Linked DNA regions of Hordeum vulgare: region 1 is linked to region 2. Evidence: chromatin contacts called from public Hi-C data. All regions are on one chromosome and are shown on one strand. The core of a region is the stretch at or near the end of the contact, and the rest is flanking DNA. Distances in the headings are between cores, read along the strand shown.

Region 1 (3,335 bases), core at 621-3,120, 850 kb before region 2:
AGAGGCATGAGCTAACATACTTTTCGTACTTGGATCATATGAACTTATGATTGGATCTCTAGAAAGCATCCACAACTACTAGAAATCATTAAGTTAAACCCAACTATAACATTAAACTTCAAGCCCCCTTTACTCCCATACGCAAACAACTACCTTATTCGGGTGTAAGCATCTGTTGCTCTAGCCACCCACTATAAGCGAATCATGAACATATTGCAACCCATACATCGAGAATTCCCTCACGCGTGCACTGCACGAAGGGTACCATAGGACAACACCAAAATAAAACATACACTCCAATCAATCAAGATCACCAATCAACCCAAAGGACAACATCGATCTACTCAAACACCATAGGATGGCAACACATCATTGATTAATAATAAGTGGCATGAAACACCATGTTCAAGTAGGGGATTACATTGGGGTTCGGGAGAGTGGACCGTCATAGATAGATGAGGGGAGGTGATGGAGACGGTGATTTTGATGAAGACGATCACCGTGGCGATGGTTCCTCCGGCGGCACTCCGGCGCCACCGGGAGAGAGGGGGAGAGAGTCTTCCCCCTTAGGCTTCCTCCTCCATGGCCTCTCTCCATCTAGGGAGAGGTTCTCCCTCTGGTCCTTGGCTGCCATGGCACCCGAAGGGGAGAGAGCCCTCCGAGATTGGATCTCTCTCTCCGTTTCTCTCCTCTTTTCGCTGCTGTTTTCTGGCCCTTCACCGTTTCTAAAATATCCGAAGATTCGTAACTCCGATTGGGCTGAAATTTTGAAAGGATTTTTATCGCAAAAATATCTTTCTTGGGGAAGGAGAGCCTCAACCGACTTAAGGGGTGGGCACAAGCCATCAAGACGCGGCCCCACCCCCATTTCACGCCCTCTTGGCTTGTGCCTTCCCCGGGCATCGCCTTGTGGTGATTCCAACTCCCAAAATTCACATATATTTTAAAAAGACTTTGTAATTTTTTATGGCGTTTGGAGTCCATTTGATATGGATTTTCTACGAAACAAAAAACACACAAAAACAAGAACTGGCACAGGGCACTGAATAAGTAAGTTAGTCCTAAAAATAAGATAAAATGTTGCTAAAAGTATATAAAAGTTATAGAATATTGACATAAATACTTCATAAATTATCGATACGTTGAAGACGTATCACTGACTCAATGAGGAACTTGTTCGATAGTTCATGTATCTGCGCCCACACGGCCAACTTGTTGAGTTTTATTGTGTCCGGGTTCTTGAAACATCGTACTCCTTCAAGATCAACGCTTGCTCCGTGAACAACCATGGCCCATCGAACATCACCTTGTTCCAGTCCCAAGGCACCCGAATTGAGTCGTGAACAAGTTTTCTTTTATCTTCCTCCACACTGCTGGTTTTGTCGAGTTTCAGGCCGCCCTCATATCGCCATACATGGCATTAGGGTTGAAGGTTTTTGCGGTATGAACACGCGCAATCGCCGGCCACTTCGCCATGTCCAACATGTCTGATAGCTTCTCCTTCCAGATGAAGTCGTCTTCTTCCTCTTTCTGTAGTGTGAGACGAGGCAACAACTCTTTCGCCGATTCCTTGCTCTTTCTCCTGTGTGATCTAGCGCCCTCCGCCATCGTCAGCATATCCAATCTCGTCGTCACACACCGATCTCGGAAACCTTCGCCCAAGGCCGGGTGGGATCACCAGGACCCCCCTTAATCAGCCCGAGATTCAGAAATCGCCACACGGCCAACACAGAAGCGAGAAAGTAAAGATTCCGACAGTAACGAAACCCTAGGGTTTTTCGTTAGGAAAAAAAAAACTCATTGCCGCCCTAGCGAGGTCGTTCGACTTGTTGTGCGTATTTCGTTTCGGCTCGGCTAGACCGGCCGGCCCATCAGGCCCTTCTTCTCCCCGACGAGAGAGAGTTCTCTTCTTCCTTGGAGCTCCCACGCCGCGCGGCCCTCATCTCCCTCCCCTCCGTCTCCTCTCCCAGGCGCCGCGCCAATCCCCACCACTCCCAACGTCACCGGCGACAGGCCAGCTCCACCGAAAATCTATCACCCGGAACACGAGATCCGAAAGGCGGGCGGGCGGCGGCGGCGGCGGCGCGGAGGATGACGGCCACGCTGTCGCAGCTGGACGACGGCATCGTCCGCGGCATGGCCATCGGCGCGGTCTTCACCGACTACGTGAGCTCCATTGCCTGACCCCCCCAGCCCCCCTCCCTCCCTGTTTGTTCCTTCTGCCCACGCTAATCTGTCGCGGCGAAATCGGTCGGCAGGCTGGGAAGATAAGCTGCCTCGATTTCCACCGCAAGGAGGATCTCCTCGTCACCTCCAGCGAGGACGACTCCATTCGCCTCTACAACACCACCAGCGCCGCGTGAGTCCGCCGGGTCCCCCGCTTGGGTTTACATCTGCTCTCTTCTGTGTTAACTGAACCTCGGTGTGCTAGAGAAGAGAGGTTACAGCATGTGTGATGGGAAGTGTCTGGGATCTACTGCATTTTTGATTGCTGGCCTATAGATGTGAGTGTCAGTGGTGGGTTCTGCTGTTTGGGGATGCTGGTAATGTGCTACTTTGATCTTAGTGCTATCTTGCAGTGATGCTTCTATGATTATGTTAATCAATTTCATGGTGATTTGCTTCACAAGCAGGAGTACAACAGCATTAGGCCATTGGCTATTTGTGGTGCAAACCCCTAACTGTGTGTTAGACATAATTCTGTAGGATTACGTGATAGGATCTTTAGGCCTACACATTAGATCACCAAATTATGATTAAACAGAGAGTTAGATCTGTAGGGGCACAAACGTAGGGCTCCGCCCCTTTACGTTATGTTATCCTTCCATCCCAGTGGGCCGTGATCAATTCCAACATTTCCCTCCTTGATCGTTAGGCTCAATAACTTCTGCACATTTTCCATAGGTATAATATACGAAAGGAAGGTGTTACAACAACCAATGAATGTCGTTGAACCTCAATACTTGTAGCACGCATCCTATTTTAAAATGAAAAGAAGGTTAATGGTCCCATAATTCCAGGACCAGAAGGCTTTCTCCCTAAAAAAAATCCCTAAAAATAAGGATCAGAAGGCTTCCGAATAATCCCATGTCAGCTACATGCTCAGGAAAAGTATTGGGTGTTAAGCCTTTAGTGAGCGGATCCGCAAGCATATTTGTTGTATTGATATGCTTAACATTAATAGTTTGATCATGGATTATATCTTTCACAACATGATATTGTATGTCAATGTGATTGACAGCAACACTTGACTTGTTGTTACTCATATAGAAAACTGTGGGTTCATTATCGCAGTACAATGTTAGTGGTTTAGAAGTGTTGTCCATCACTTTAAG
Region 2 (3,125 bases), core at 296-2,795:
GCTTTAGCCTCACGCTCCATCAGCTTGATCCGCCGGGCCTCTGCGCCCTCCTCTGACACCCGCCGTTGCTCTGGTGTCAGCTGCTGTCATCGGCGCCTCACCTTCTTTGCATGCGCCCGCGCCTACCGCGGCACCATTGGCACTGGGATCCTCTTCGGATCCAAATGCCAGTAATGCGGCAGCGTGACGTCGGGGTAGGGTAAGGGGAATTGGTGCTTCTAGTGCCACCTCACTTGGTGCACTGGTATGTTGACCCGCTGCCGAAGCAGACGGGAAGATGCCGACGACGAGAGCACGCAGATGGGAAGACGCCGACGACGGGAGCGCGCACACAAGGAAGGCGGGGGACTTGCCCTTGTCTTTGCTGGAGAAGAAACCAATGGTGGCTTGGTTTACAGACGACGGGGAAGCAACGGGTGGCTAGATGTGGATGGGGGCGACTTATGAAAGAGGATGAGCCCCCCTCCCCCATGGGCGTATGCACGGATCAAAAAAGGACACCCGTGGGTCGCTGACGCGTGGGTCCATGATGGACGGTCGTCGTTAATAAAGACGACGCTGGCTTTAACCAGACGCCATGTGTGGACGCGTGCGGGCATGAGAAGGCGCGCGCCGCGTCCGCTTCGCGTCCGTATCAACGCATTTCAGGAGCAATTTTGAGCCGAAAATGAATCCGCACGAACACGAAGCAGACACGTTTTGGGTTTGGGTTGGCGCGTTAGGCCTTCATTTTTGTCTGTGCTGACCCAAATGGATGCGGACGGACAATTGGGTCGCTGCGTTGGAGGTGCTCTAACTCACCAATTTTCTTCTTCTTACCTCTATTTCAAAGGGAAAAAGGTCTAGCCATTTTTTCTCCGATGCCGCTTAGATTTAGTTTTTCTTAAAACAAAACTACCACTCGCTTCATTCTTAAATATAAAACCTTTTTAATTTTTTACTATAAACCACATACGAAGTAAAATGAGTAAATCTATATTCTGAAATATATCTATATACATCCGTATATAGTCTATAGTAAAATCTCTAAAAGGTCTTATATATATATATTTTTAAAGGGAATAGATATTTATAGTTTCCCTTATGCATCTGTGTTTGTTTGATCAATTGTAGGCAGACAATGTATCATCATCAATCATCAATCAATAACCAATAGATACTTGCATAAAAGCACCCCATAATAAATTATATAATCTGTACTAGTAGAACAATTGTAGCGGAATTAAAAAGGAGTGGACGAGGGAGCAGTTGCCCAACCAAACCAAATCTGACTCGGCCAAAGCCTTCCACGCGTCACGTCACGGGCACGGCCTCCTGCGCTCGGTCCATGGGCGAGGCCGCATCGCCACCGTCCACTGCTCGGACCGGCGCGCATCAACGGCCACGGCAGACGCGCCTCAGCCCTCAGATCTACGTATCCAACTAGTAAAAAGATTCCTACGTGGTGGGTGGTCCGGGTGCGCCGGGCCCACGTACCGAACACGTCCACGTCGCCCGGGTCAACCGTTTCCGGCCCATGGGCCTGGTCTACCCGCGCCGTGACGGAAACCTCCGTGCCCTCTGCCTCCTTCTTCTTCTTCTCCCTCCCGGAGTCGCCCGCCCGCCCGCCCCATTAAAACGGTGGGAGAAGGAGAAGCTCCTCCTCCTCCCGCCCCCCGAAATCCGCACCCGAATCCCGAAACTGACAGGCGGAAAATCTCCGCCGGGGACCAGATTCCCCGCCTGGTACGCGCGCGTAAGAACCGTCATTCGATTGATTCAAGTTCTTCTCCCCCCCCCCCTAATCCAATTCGCCAATCCGGCGTTCGAGCGTGCGTGGCGGGCGCTCTTCGCTGCTGTCCTGCTCGCTGAATTTTTCCGTGCGGATTTTCCAGCGGATTTCGGGCCTGGGGCTTTGCTGGGGAGATCGATTCCGGAGCCGGAGGGGATGTCAGGGCCCCTCGACCGATTAGCCAGGCCATGTGAGTATAAAGTGTTTGTTCCTCCGTTTATTGTTGCTGGTCGACGTACTTATTTCCTTTAGGACTTGGAGGAACCAATTTCCTAGGGTTCAATGTTTCTGGCTCCTCTCGTGATTTCCTCTGTAAAGTTCGTTTCTTTTTCAGTGTCTGGGATTAAATAGGCTCGTATTTTGATTATCGCGCTCCTCGAATCAGCTATGAGGATTATGCGATTTGGGGCCACCGGAAGCATGTTCCTAATTTGACAGTAAAGTCCACGTGTAAATAAACAACTTTCTGTGTAAAAAAGAAGGAAAAATCTTCGAGCAGAAGTCTGTTCTGTTTTCAGTTGTTTTTTACTTGGCATCGCTAAAGGATATTACCTCCCCTACTCTTTCAATGGGAATGACAGCTTACCTGATGTGAAAAAATAATGGCAGCTTACCTTCCTTTATAAAAGATTGTGTTATTATATCTAGTGCGTGAAGGTTAGTAGGTAATCATTGTCAAAGATAACTACATAAGACTTAATTGTAGAGTACAGGAAAATGCAGAGAATTAACATATTGTGTTGTTGATGCCACCTGTATGAACCAACAAATTTTTAAACCATCCAACTAATCAGTGCAAGGTTCTTTCTGCTTGCACTCTGTATGGTGCTGAACAAAATTGACGACCCTGTCCCTTTTTGCAACTCACCCTTGCTGAATCTTCATACTAGCACCTGTAATCACAGAGTGTTGTTTCAGCATACGGGTAACTGTATTTGGCATGGGTTCTTGCTGCAGTTCCTTGCAGAACACCATTATTTGGCTATTGGTTTTTGTTACTAGAGTAACTGTATCTGCTTTTGCTTTGACTACAGTATGGAATATTAACATATTGTTACTGGGCACAGCTTTTGAAGGATTTACACATAATGATGGAAAGAAAGAGAGCAGATCGGATGCAGACAACTCAGAAGGAGAAAAGAAGACTAAAATAGCCTCCTTCAAGAAAAAGGCAATTAACGCAGGGAACAAATTCAGACATTCCCTAAGGAGGAGAAGCAAAAAGAAGAATGAAAATCAGATTTCCATCGAGGACATAAGACATGTTCAAGATCTACAGGCCGTTGAGGCATTTCGACAGTGCTTGCTTGATGAGGACTTGTTGCCACAACAACATGATGATTACCACATGATG

Evidence for each region. Hi-C and Micro-C count contacts between places; a contact is called where the count stands out from the background.
Region 1: a Hi-C map of leaf shows a contact between it and region 2, with 2.5 times the contacts expected there. The contact joins the promoter of LOC123447972 here to the promoter of LOC123447914 in region 2. A contact is called at or near these places in 2 of 6 Hi-C or Micro-C datasets (leaf and seedling).

Annotation. Positions count from the first base shown.
Region 1 is chr1H:485,017,885-485,021,219 of MorexV3_pseudomolecules_assembly, reverse strand. It overlaps LOC123447972 (protein ANTHESIS POMOTING FACTOR 1), which reads left to right and starts at 1,870. Exons shown (of 9, transcript XM_045124728.1): 1 at 1,870-2,166; 2 at 2,259-2,359. The coding sequence starts at 2,092.
Region 2 is chr1H:484,166,748-484,169,872 of MorexV3_pseudomolecules_assembly, reverse strand. LOC123447914 (phosphatidylinositol/phosphatidylcholine transfer protein SFH8-like) reads left to right here and starts at 1,545. Exons shown (of 15, transcript XM_045124654.1): 1 at 1,545-1,735; 2 at 1,875-1,961; 3 at 2,839-3,125. The coding sequence starts at 1,928.